4 separate regions of the Mus musculus genome follow, and all the other regions are linked to region 1. Evidence: chromatin contacts called from public Hi-C and HiChIP or PLAC-seq data. All regions are on one chromosome and are shown on one strand. The core of a region is the stretch at or near the end of the contact, and the rest is flanking DNA. Distances in the headings are between cores, read along the strand shown. Region 1 has its middle 18 kb from the start of Gm31416. Region 2 overlaps Reep3 (receptor accessory protein 3). Region 3 has its middle 6.1 kb from the start of Gm31763. Region 4 overlaps Reep3 (receptor accessory protein 3).

Region 1 (2,700 bases), core at 12-2,511:
TTTTTTTTAAACAAGATTGAATTTTGCCTAACTCAAGGGAAAGCAATCTATACTTGATTAGTAGAGTGCAACATTATGCTTCACTTCCAGTAAAACTTAAGTGATTTGGTTAGCAAAGGATGTCTTTTAAGTTCTGCAAGAGCCAGAGCGTCAGGTGTAGTAGCTCAAAGAGTGCTTGCTGAGCATGCGAAAAGCCCTGGGTTCCATCCCCAGCACCACGCCACCAAGCGTTGTGGTGAAGCAGGTAATCCAAACTCTTGGAACACTTTGGAGGTGAAGGCAGGAGGATTAGAAATTCGGGGTCACTCTTGGAAGCTATCCCACAATACGTGAGACCTTGTTTTGAAAAAAAAAAAAACAGTAAAGTTGCATATGAGTTAATTAGTTATTACAACCTGAGGGTCAGGGGACAGAGGCTAAAGAGTTCTAGGAATCATGAAACTCAGATCAGATGTATGGGAGAAATGAGGAACGTGCTTATTAGCTGACGAACGTGCTTATTAGCTGGCATTTGAGACAGACACCCAGCATTATGTAAAGAGCAAAACCAACCAAATGAACAAAATAAAAATAGGGTGTAGAAATAAAGGGGTAAATAATAACGGGCGTTAGATGGATTGTCTTGCATTCTACCTACAGCTGTCCCTTCCACCTCCTAAGCTTCTGAGATCTGTGCTCTCGCACAGATGGCAGAAGCTTTACCCTGAAGATTTGACTTTGCTCTTTAGTTTGCTGTGCTCCCTAATCCGTTCCTTCCGTAAACGCCCATTTCGAAGCGCTTTCTAAATTTGGTTTGCGCGCCCCCTACTGGCAGACCTGATTATCATTCTCAATTGCATTTGAGCATTTCAGCGTTGCCCAAAAACCTCATGACATTTGCTAAGAACCAAGGAAACTTTGTCTTTCATTTGATACGCTTTTCGGACAGCCAGAGGCATCTGCCTACAATTTGCTTCGTGATTGTTCGTGATAACAACGCAATGCAGGGCAAATTAAAATGCACGCCTAGCAAAGCTGGTATTTTTTTTGGTAACTAACTGCTCTGTCTCCTTGAATAAAAGTGACCTCTCTTCCTACTTTCGAGATTTTTGTTTGTTTGTTTAAGGTTTGCTTAGTGCAAAATTTAAAGCAGATTAAAGAAAAAAACCAACCGACTATATTATAATTTATTTCACAACCTCCTCCGACTCTGTCTTCAGATGTTAGTCTGTAGCCGCACATGACAATGACTAAGACATCATCAGCTGGGCTGGGGTGCCAGGAGGAAGCAGTTTCTATTTCTGTCTCCATTTTTCTCCTCACTGTTTGAGTAGGTCACGGGTTGGTGTGTAGACAGCAACTCTCCTTTTGTGCCTGTCCTGGCAGCAATGAAGGCAAGCTAAAGAAGCCCTTGGGGTCCCCCCTTTGGCTATCAGACTGTTGAATCAATGGTCTTCAAGAAACTGGAATTTCCCCAGAAGTCTCATGCTGGGAAAAGGGAAGAGCTACGAGCCTGGTGCCCCTCAGAGGAGGGGTTTGCTTTCCTGAAAGAGATTTAACACAGTTTAAAAAAAAGATTCCTTTTGATGACTTCTTTATTTTATTTTATTTTATTTTATTTTATTTTATTTTATTTTATTTTATTTTTCATGTGCATTGATGTTTTGCTTGCATGACTTTTTGGTTGTATGAGGTCCCCTGCAACTGGAGGATCAGACAAACATAAACTGCCACATGGGTGCTGGGAATTGAACCAGGGACCTCTGGAAGAGCAGCCAGTACTTGTAATCTCTGAGCCATCTCTCCAGCCCCGAGATTTAACGCAGTTTGAGAGCTTATCAGATCACCTCCCAGGGCAGACTGCATCTGAGCTGATGGTGGCCTGGACCGGGTCTTGACCAGTATTGCTTGCCTCTAGCCCTTGATTTAAACAAACCTGGCTAGAACCTGTTTATCACTGTCTGTATTTACAGTCGGAACTGGGAATTGCTCTATTCTTTTTTGTCGCTCTATGCTATTTGAACACTAAGCTGACTGTTACCATCAGAAGTGAGTATCAGGCGATAGGGAAGTGGCTTAGTCAAGTGCTTGCCTTGCAAGCATGATGACCTGAGCTTGACCTCTAGAAGCAACGCATCCCCATGAAACTGGTATCTTCTGGGAATCTCATGATGGATGCTTGTAATCTCAGTACTAGGGACGTGGAGATAGCAAAAACCAGGCTGAGCTTTAGGCCAGGGAGAGACCCTGTGTAAAAAACAAGTGTGACTCCTGACAGACAAGTGACTGGGGGCTGTCCTCTGGACATTTGAACATTTATACACATGTACAAACACCCAACCACATGCAGTACACACATGTACACACACACTGGAACACACATGCACTCCTGTGCACATATGCATGTGCACACATATGCATGCATGCACACGCAAGCCCCAAAACACATGTGGACACACATACACATGCAGCACACACACATACAGGCACACACATGCATACATAGAATGAATGTCAGATGTCATGGTCTCCATCATTTTTCTCTTTTTCAAGGAATGTGGTTTCTTATTTGAATTTCATTTTTCTGCATAATAAAATATATTAAGTAAAGAAAGACCCCATAGCACATGCTTTCACCCCAGAATGCAAATGACCATTAGGCGTAGTTCATAAAAATGAATATAGCGGCAGATCCTGCTTCAGAATTATGTTCTTCTTCTT
Region 2 (2,886 bases), core at 23-2,522, 170 kb before region 1:
GACTGGCCTACTTGTATCACCCCAGTGCTGGGCTTAAGAGCCCCACCCCACCCCCCACTCGTGGTGCCTAGCTTTCTTTTTATGATAGGAGTGAGCCATTAGATACACAAACCATAGTGACAAATGGATCAGAAATTGTTATTGTGTAACCCGTTATTATAATCAAAACTTCATTAAGCCAGGGTGAGAAGGACATGTACCGACAAAGGTGTATGGAAATGCTGTGTAACAAAACCCCATTACTTGGTGTGCTAATTTTAAAACTAATTTTTTAAAATGTTTTTTAAACCTTTATTAAATAAGCCTACTAATTCATAATATTAAAGAAATAGTTTAAAGGAAAGAAATTCAGTCACGTGTCCCATCTGCATAAACATTATGCTGTCTTCATTTTTGCATATTTCCCCACGTACTGCAGGCTTGCGTTGCGACTACTTTATGGGTGTGATTGGGATTCTGGGGCAGGGAAGGTATAGCCACTACATATCGGGTGGCAAGCATGACTCCTGCACTGGTGGACCTTTGTGCTGTCGCTATGACACTGGAGGGAACAGGCTGGCCTTTGGCTGTGATTATTATGTAGTGACGCCTCTCCTCTGAAACAGCAACATTGAATAATTACGATGCATTGAATGCTTCTCAACTTCACAGTGCTACTTTTTTCTTTTCCCTCTGTTCTCATTTACCTGTGGTTCAGTCTATACAGTGGGAACTCCAACTTCCCCATGTAATAAAAACTGTTGGACCTTCTGATGGCCTAAAACCAACCAACGATTTATACCTCCTTTTTTTTCTTTTCTTTTTCCCCACCATCCTCTTTTTCCCCAAAGACTAGTCCCAGGCTGGCCTCGGAATTACTTCGTAGCTGAGGACGGCTGTAAAACTCCTGCCTCGCATCCTAATTGCTGGGACTGCAGACACACACCACCAGGCCCTGTTTATTCAGTGTTGGGAACGGAGCCCAGGGCTTTCTGCCTGCTCATGCTGAGCCAGCACTCTGACCAATTGAGCTACGCCCTTAGCCCCACTTTCTGCCTTTTCTGTACAGTAATTTAACTTCCTGGAAACCTAGATGTTGTTGATAAAGTCTAGGTACTGATAATAGGAGGGTGTGTAACTCAAAAGCTAGATTACAGTCCAGGCCTTAAGTGAGTCCCCAGATCCCAGAGTTGGGCCTGCTCTGAGTTTAAGCCTGAGGCTATAACCTCCTAGTAGGTGAATGGTGCTCCATTGAGATGCCTGGGAGACTCCAGTGTTTACACTGAAACCCTGCTGTCTATGAAGAACTCTTTAGCAATCACAACTGATAAGTTTCTGTGCCTGAGCAGTAGCAGCTTGGGGGAGGGGAGGATTATTTCACAACCTATTGCTAAAGGAAGTCCGGCCAGGAATTGAGGAAGGAACTGAAGCAGAGGCCATCGAGGGGGCGTATGACTTGCTTCCCATTGTTGGCTCAGCCTGCTGTCTCGTACAACTCCGGACCTCCTGCTAGACCCACCACTGTGGGCCGGTCCTTCCCATGTCAATCTTTAATCAAGAAAATGCACTACAAGCCGGGCATGGTGGCATACGCCTTTAATCCCAGCACTCGGGAGGCAGAGGCAGGTGGATTTCTGAGTTCGAGGCCAGCCTGGTCTACAAAGTGAGTTCCAGGACAGCCAGGGCTATACAGAGAAACCCTGTCTCGAAAAACCAAAAAAAAAAAAAAAAGAAAAGAAAAGAAAAAAGAAAATGTTCTACAGAGCTGTCTACGGGTAATACGGAGGTATTTCCTCAACTGAGGTTCCTCTGCCCAGATAACTCTGGGTTGTGTCTGAGGTTATGGGAGAAAAAAAGATAGGACTAAATTGAATAAATACTTAGTTTGCATGTTAATGACCTGTTCGATATAAGACCTTTCTAGATGCAGTAGTGCAGAAACCTAAGACTCAGCCCATCTTCTGGTTTCTTAACATCTTGCTCCGGTAGCAAACACATCCTCCAACAGTACTCTAGTTCATTTGTGAGGTAGGTGTTAGCTACTGAGCGCACCAGTCAGAAGCACCACAGCTGGCAACGGAACAATCCAGTCAATACTCGGGGGCCACTTTAGCTCATTAAAGTCAGCCCTAGAAATTGTACTCAGGGGACTGGAGAGGTGGCTGAGGTATTAAGAGCGCCAGCTGCTGTATTGTAAAGGACCCCAGGTTGCTTCCCAGCACCTACATGGTGGCTCACAACCCTCTATAATTCCCATTGCAGGGGCTCTGATACACCTTCTGGCCTCCACAGGCATGGCCTCCACACAGTACACAGACACAGACACAGACACAGATTCAGGCAAAGCACCCACACACGGAAGAGAAACAAGTAAATCTTAGGGATTGTACTCCAGGCCTTTGTTACCTTCTGGTAACAAAGTGTGCTCATTGGCTTCCTGAGCAGGGTTTGTATTGACTCACAAGCTAGAAGAGGTTTTAGTCCATCGCTGGTGGACACTGTTGCTTGGACCGTCGTCAAATCAGCATATGGTAATAGAGCAGTATGCTGGCCTCCTGACAGTGGGAAGGTTGGATCCCTAAGATCGCCTTCAAGGGCACATCAAATCATCTTTCACTGGTCACCAACTCTTGAGGGCCTGCCAATAGCTAGCTGTACAGGCTGGAGACATAGGCCTTTGAAGGAACATTGAAGACTCAAGCGATAACTCTGGGGACTACCCATGGTTAAGTATGGGATGGGTAAAAGCCATGAATTATTGAAAGAGGATTCACAGGAAGAGAAAGGCACGGAGAATGACAGCACTGAGGAGGGAAGGCATCTTTGAGATGGGCACAGGCACTTCCTTGCCCTATGTCTCCGAAGTGTCTCGCCCCCACCCTTCTGAGAAGTGAATGCTCTCTGGTC
Region 3 (2,912 bases), core at 168-2,667, 150 kb before region 1:
GTTCCAGATTTAGCTCTGAGTCCATCACGTGCCAGCTACTCTTGAGTCCGTAGCATTCTTCACAGAGGTTTCTGTTTAGGTTCAACCAGAATAAAATCGGCTTGACCTCCGGCAAGGCGTCTCCCCTCTTCTCATTCTTTCTAAGACAGGAATCACTGTAGCCCAGGCTGTCTGTGCACTTGCAATCTATCTAGTTTGAACTTTTGCTGTCTCTGCCTCTACCCCAGGGGCCCTGTAAGTACAGATGAATGTGGTTCTGGGCATCCACTCCAGATCCTCCTGTAGGCTAAGCAAAAGTGATTAACAGGTGAAATGGAAAAAAAAAAAGATGAATACAGGAAACCAGCTGGAAACAAAACTACAACCTCAAGCTAGCCCTGGGGCCTGAGGTTAATCAACATATGAGACCTTAAGCAAACAAACAACTGGTCCAGGCACATGGGCCACACACCTTTGGTCCCAGCACTTAGGAGACAGGCAGAGGCAACCCAATCTCTATGATTTTGAGGCCAGCCTGCTCTACATAGTAAGTTTCAGGACACTCAGGACTAAATAGAGAGACAAGGTTTAAAATAATAATAATAATAATAATAATAACAACAACAACAATAACAATAACATTATTATTATCATCATTATTATTTCTGTGCCAGAGATGCACACCTTCAATCTCATAATTTAGGAGGTACAGGCAGGCAGGCAGATCTCTGTGAGTTCAAGGTCAACTTGGTCTACATATTGAGTTCTAGGATGGCCAGCGCTACGCAGTGAGACTCTGTCTCTAATCTTTTTGCAGTCTTCATTTAGTTATAAAAGCATCATAAATTCATCCAAAAGGGCTGGAGAGATGGCTCAGTGGTTAGGAGCACTGTCTCTTCTTCCAAAGGCCTTGAGTCCAATTCCTAGCAACCACATGGTAGCTCACAACCATCTGTAATGGGATATGATGCCTCTTCTGGTGTGTCTGAAGACAGCTACAGTGTACTCATATAAATAAAATAAATAAATCTTTAAATAAACAAATAAATTCATCCAAAAATATTCACTGAGGGCTTCGTTCATGCTACACGTGGCAACGGGTGACAAGCCGGTGTCCATCCAATTCTTCAAGCTAGAACCACCATCAGTCACTAAATTGGGACCAATATTATATTCTAAATATCTAGTTTCCTATTACCGTGCCCCACCCCCCAACTGAGGTATTCCTGTGTTCCAGAAGGTGGTCTAAATCCCACTATGGTGAAATGCAGAAGGTGAGAAACCCTGCCAAGGAAATATAAGCCTGGCCAGTTAGAGCAAAGAGAGAGGAAGGAGGGAAAAAGGGGATGCGCTGGAGAAAGATGCAGTGCCAACGCCTGCAGCGGCGGCTAGAGAGTCACCCCACAGGTCACCCAGTAGCCCTGGGGTTTCCCTAGAAAGATCACAAAGAGGAAATGAAACTCAGACATGTCACAAGAGAATGAAGGGTATGTGTCTGACTGTCTCTCGGCTGCCTCAGTTAGCCAGCGGTAAAGGCTGACCCCACAGCAAACAAATGTCCCCGAACTTGGTGCTAACATTCCCTTGCCCTAGATATGATGACATCTCATCTCATTTCAGATGAGGTGGGGCACTTTCAGGATGGGGTGGCCATCATCATCTTGGCACATGTCCTGCTCTGACCTAGAGAGAAGGAGGTAACCAGGACACCTGAGACATTGCTTCCCTGGGCACAAAATAATCGTAGTCATGAATTCCCGTCAGAGCTCTACAATGACCTCAGCAGACTGGGTGCCTCTCAATCAGTTGCCTCTGCTCCATGAGGGGGCAGATTTCTCTCTCTCTCTCTCTCTCTCTCTCTCTCTCTCTCTCTCTCTCTCTCTCTCTCTGTGTGTGTGTGTGTGTGTGTGTGTGTGTGTGTGTAGCCCTGGCTGTCTTGGAACTCACTCTGTAGACCTGGCTGGCCTAGAACTCAAAAATCTGCCTGCCTCTGCCTCCCAAGTGCTGGGATTAAAGACGTGTGCCATTGCCTGACAGCGCTCTCTCTCTCTCTCCTCTCTCTCTCTCTCTCCCTCTCTTTCCCACTCTCTCTCTCCCTCTCTCTCTGTCTCTCTCTCTCTGTCTTTCTCTCTCCTTTGCAAAGGTCCCTGATCTCCTTCCTGCCTCTCAGTCCTCTTTATTAAATTAATCCCTCCAAGTGTAGAAGGTGCCCACACATGTCAAACTAATAACGATCAATAACGTTACTGCTTTGCTTTCTGTTTCAAAAACTGACCTACTCCTTTAGAAAATTTAGAAGATACAAAAAGAATATATGAAAGGATTTTAAATTAGCCAGTGTGAGGGAACAAAAAATCCCCTAATACTAACAGTTTAGTTTAATCCTGGCTATATATATATGTGGACGTCTATACATTTGTCTAAATTCTCAAAGATGGGCTGGTGAGCTCTCTGAGTGGGTAAAGGCATTGGCGGCCAAGTTTGAAGACCTGAATTCAATCCCAGAATCCATAGCAGAGATAAAGCATTTCTAAAAGTTGTTCTCTGGCCAGGCAGTGGTAGCGTACGCCTTTAATCCCAGCACTTGGGAGGCAGAGGCAGGTGGATTTCTGAGTTCGAGGCCAGCCTGGTCTACAGAGTGAGTTCCAGGACATCTAGGGCTATACAGAGAAACCCTGTTTTGAAACCACACACACACACACACACACACACACACACACACACACACACACAAAGTTGTTCTCTGGGGCTAGAGAGATGACCCAGCAGTTAAAGAGCACTGACTGCTCTTCCAGAGGACCTGAGTTAAATTCCTAGCAACTACATGGTGGCTCACAACCATCTCTCCTGGGGTCTGGTGTCCTCTTCTGGCATGCAGGTGTACATGCAGATAAAGTGCTCATATACATAAGATAAATAAATCTATTTTTAAA
Region 4 (2,700 bases), core at 160-2,659, 200 kb before region 1:
GCTATGAACTCTGGGCTGGCTTGACTGTGAGGCTCTGGCTCATTCTGCCATCTCTGACTCCCAGATCACAGTAGGAGTGCTGGAATTACAGATGCACCCCACTGCATCCGACTTTATACCTGGATTCTGGGACTGAACTCTGGTCTTCAGACTTGCACCCTCGGAACCATCTTACCGGCCCCTCCAGAGAGATTCGCATCCACAGCTAAGGGGAGGATATTGACGATTTTTAAAATGTTATATGTAAATATACTTTTCTCTCTCTCCCCTATGCAGAATCTAGATGTAACTCTGCGGTGTGTAAGTTTGTGATGAGAAATAAATAAATAGCCTTTTTAAGGGAGGAAGGAAACTGGGAGAGGAAGCAAGAAAAGGTCCTGGAGTAAACGAACAAAGTATGAAAGCAACACCGTGAGTCCCATTAGCTCAATAAAAAGGAGGTTGCTGGCCAGACGTGATGGCACACATCTTTAACCCCAGGACTCAGGAGGCTGAGGCAGGTGGATGTCCGTGAGTTCAAGGCCAGCCTAGCCTACCAAGCAAGTTCCAGGATAGTCAGGACTACATAGAGACCACATGGGGAGGTGGGGGGGGGGGTGGAGTGGGGGGAGTGAGGGTGAAATAAAGAGAAGAAAGTGTTCCTTGGGCAGACTTCCACCACCTACAGTGTACCAAATCGTGCTTCTTAAAGTTACAATTAATTCAGCCGGGCGTGGTGGCGCAGGCCTTTAATCCCAACAATGGAGAGGCAGAGGCAGGCGGATTTCTGAGTTCAAGGCCAGCCTGGTCTACAGAGTAAGTTCCAGGACAGGCCAGGGCTACACAGAGAAACCTTGTCTCGAAAAAAAACAAAACAAACAAAACAACAACAACAAAAGTTACAATAAGTTCTTATATACAGTTGGGTACTGACAAGTTATTTGTTTTAGGAACATATGAATCGATTAACAACGTGGACTACAAGGAACAGGTTTTAACACAGTTAACCACACAATACAAGTTGAGTCAGACTTCCTCTTGGTTTCCATGTTTTGAGGCTGGCCTGGTGTCTGTGGGTGAGGCTTCCCCTTTGGTAGCCACCCTTCGTGCTGTGGGCTTTCCTCTAGAGCCGTGGTTCTCAACCTGTGGGTTGCGACCCCTTTGGCAAACCTCTTTCTCCAAAAATATTTACGTTACGATTCATAACTGTGGCAAAGTGACAGGAAGGTGCAACAAAAATAATATTATGATGGGGGGGGGGGGTTTGTCACCACAACATGAGTAACTGTGTTAAAGCGTTGTAGCATTAGGAAGGTTGAGAACCACTGTCCTTAGAATCTTGGCCCAGACTCCAGGTAGACTCAGTGTGGCCCTTCGTTCCCTCTCTCTGACTGAGATGCCTGTGGAATGGTACCGCCCCTTGGGGTGACTCAGATGAGAAAAGTAGTGATCTGAGATGTTGAAATGCAAAGGAAGAGAGAAACGCGGGTACAGCCTACAGATGTACCAGGTTCATCTCCAAGATGGCCAAATGACCCACTCTAGTGTCAGGGATTGGCTGCTCCCCCACCCCCACCCCCACCCCCACCCCCACCCCCTTTAAAGCCTGAGAAGTTCTGTACGGTGTTAAACAAGGCAGTGTCTCTTATAACTCTGTATTATCCCAAATAAATCAAGAGGACTTTAAACAAAGGGGGTGGGGGTGAAGCATGAATTCTCAGCCGACGGGGATGGAAAAGTCTTGGGGCAGAGAAGTCGTTCGTTCTTCCCTTCCCTTGTGCTCCTGGGAGTGGTTTCCTGGATGCTGGCCCTAAGTTTTGCATCTTGTTTTCAACACTTTTTAAATTAATTGTCGTTTTGAAAGGTTTCTGCACTTTTCCTTCTCCCAGGTTTCTCGGACACCGAGGAGATCAGGGATGAGACACACAGGGCTACGTCTGTTTCCATACCAGACACACATGCCTTAAGCACAGCTCTGTCCTTCAGAGCCACTGGGTCTTCTGTAGGGCCTGGGGCGGCTAGAACTGGAAACTGCAGGTTACTCATGCTGCTGTGGGTTCACTGTGGGACTGTGGAACTCCCACCCAGGAGTCATGGTAAATGCGACAGCAATTAAAACACCCACGTGAGACACAGTGGGCAGAGATCCACCTCCAAACAGAGGAAGCCCAGCGCTAGACCATTGTAAACCAACATTCCGTCTACGTTCATCAATGATGGCCAGGGCTGGAAAGATGGCTCTGCAGGTAAATAAATGCCCTTGCAGGTGACCTAAGTTCAATCCCAGGAGCCCGTGTCAAGGGACGAGGACAGAGCAGACAGACTCCACGTGTTCACACGCAGGCTCTGCCCATGTTAAATCTGTCTTGAAAGCTAGCTTATTTTCTACCGTGCCTCTAACTTGGCACAGCTCTGAGAAACATCCCATGGCACAGCCATCTGGGTTGAATAAAAGAGGGAGGGTTTTTTTGTTGTTGGTTTTTTGGTTTTTTTTTCCAATTTGATTTCTCACATTTTGTTCCTCTTTGTTTTAAAGGGGGAGAAAATTGTTGTGAAATAACCAAATTATTGCATAATTGTTCACGAAACAGAAGAGATCTTTTTCAGCTCTCTGCCATTTCTAAGGAACCCTCATCTGAGAATTTCTCCATATCCCCTCCCCCCCGCCACCCCCTCACCCCCCCCCAGTACTCAGTGTCCACAAGCGCTCTGGGAGAACTG

Evidence for each region. A called contact is a pair of places that touch in the nucleus more often than the background predicts. HiChIP or PLAC-seq counts read pairs in DNA pulled down with a chosen protein or histone mark.
Region 2: an H3K4me3 HiChIP or PLAC-seq map of bone marrow-derived macrophages shows a contact between it and region 1, with 2.8 times the contacts expected there. The contact joins two enhancer-like sites. A contact is called at or near these places in 11 of 484 Hi-C or Micro-C datasets (the MC3T3-E1 cell line, brain, cerebral cortex and 6 more), 2 of 115 datasets of contacts at active chromatin or transcription factors (bone marrow-derived macrophages and embryonic stem cells) and 4 of 9 other capture datasets (adipose tissue, bone marrow-derived macrophages, liver and 1 more).
Region 3: a Hi-C map of B cells shows a contact between it and region 1, with 1.9 times the contacts expected there. The contact joins two enhancer-like sites. A contact is called at or near these places in 1 of 15 datasets of contacts at CTCF or cohesin (the NIH/3T3 cell line), 20 of 484 Hi-C or Micro-C datasets (B cells, CD4 T cells, the G1E-ER4 cell line and 14 more) and 7 of 115 datasets of contacts at active chromatin or transcription factors (the 230-238 cell line, bone marrow-derived dendritic cells, bone marrow-derived macrophages and 3 more).
Region 4: a contact with region 1 is called in a Hi-C map of uterus, with 6 times the contacts expected there. The contact joins two enhancer-like sites. A contact is called at or near these places in 1 of 15 datasets of contacts at CTCF or cohesin (the NIH/3T3 cell line), 4 of 484 Hi-C or Micro-C datasets (Th1 cells, cerebral cortex, peritoneal macrophages and 1 more), 2 of 115 datasets of contacts at active chromatin or transcription factors (bone marrow-derived macrophages and embryonic stem cells) and 3 of 9 other capture datasets (adipose tissue, liver and pancreatic islet).

The regions. Positions count from the first base shown.
Region 1 is chr10:66,851,487-66,854,186 of GRCm38.p6, reverse strand. No RefSeq gene overlaps it. Among named protein-coding and RNA genes, the nearest start is that of Gm31416, 18 kb to the right of the region's middle. Within about 2 kb of position 1,261, at least 144 of the 459 cell types and tissues checked have an H3K27ac peak or open chromatin away from gene starts, as enhancers often do. A contact at or near this core is called in the 230-238 cell line, B cells, the NIH/3T3 cell line and 7 more, where this site is marked.
Region 2 is chr10:67,024,222-67,027,107 of GRCm38.p6, reverse strand. The region is part of intron 5 of Reep3 (receptor accessory protein 3); the gene reads left to right. The region is part of intron 2 of Gm31763 (predicted gene, 31763); the gene reads right to left. Among named protein-coding and RNA genes, the nearest start is that of Gm31763, 21 kb to the right of the region's middle. Within about 2 kb of position 1,272, at least 250 of the 459 cell types and tissues checked have an H3K27ac peak or open chromatin away from gene starts, as enhancers often do. A contact at or near this core is called in adipose tissue, bone marrow-derived macrophages, cerebral cortex and 2 more, where this site is marked.
Region 3 is chr10:66,997,481-67,000,392 of GRCm38.p6, reverse strand. No RefSeq gene overlaps it. Among named protein-coding and RNA genes, the nearest start is that of Gm31763, 6.1 kb to the left of the region's middle. Within about 2 kb of position 1,417, at least 45 of the 459 cell types and tissues checked have an H3K27ac peak or open chromatin away from gene starts, as enhancers often do. A contact at or near this core is called in the 230-238 cell line, B cells, bone marrow-derived dendritic cells and 1 more, where this site is marked.
Region 4 is chr10:67,047,755-67,050,454 of GRCm38.p6, reverse strand. The region is part of intron 2 of Reep3 (receptor accessory protein 3); the gene reads left to right. Among named protein-coding and RNA genes, the nearest start is that of Gm31763, 44 kb to the right of the region's middle. Within about 2 kb of position 1,409, at least 116 of the 459 cell types and tissues checked have an H3K27ac peak or open chromatin away from gene starts, as enhancers often do. A contact at or near this core is called in the NIH/3T3 cell line, adipose tissue, bone marrow-derived macrophages and 2 more, where this site is marked.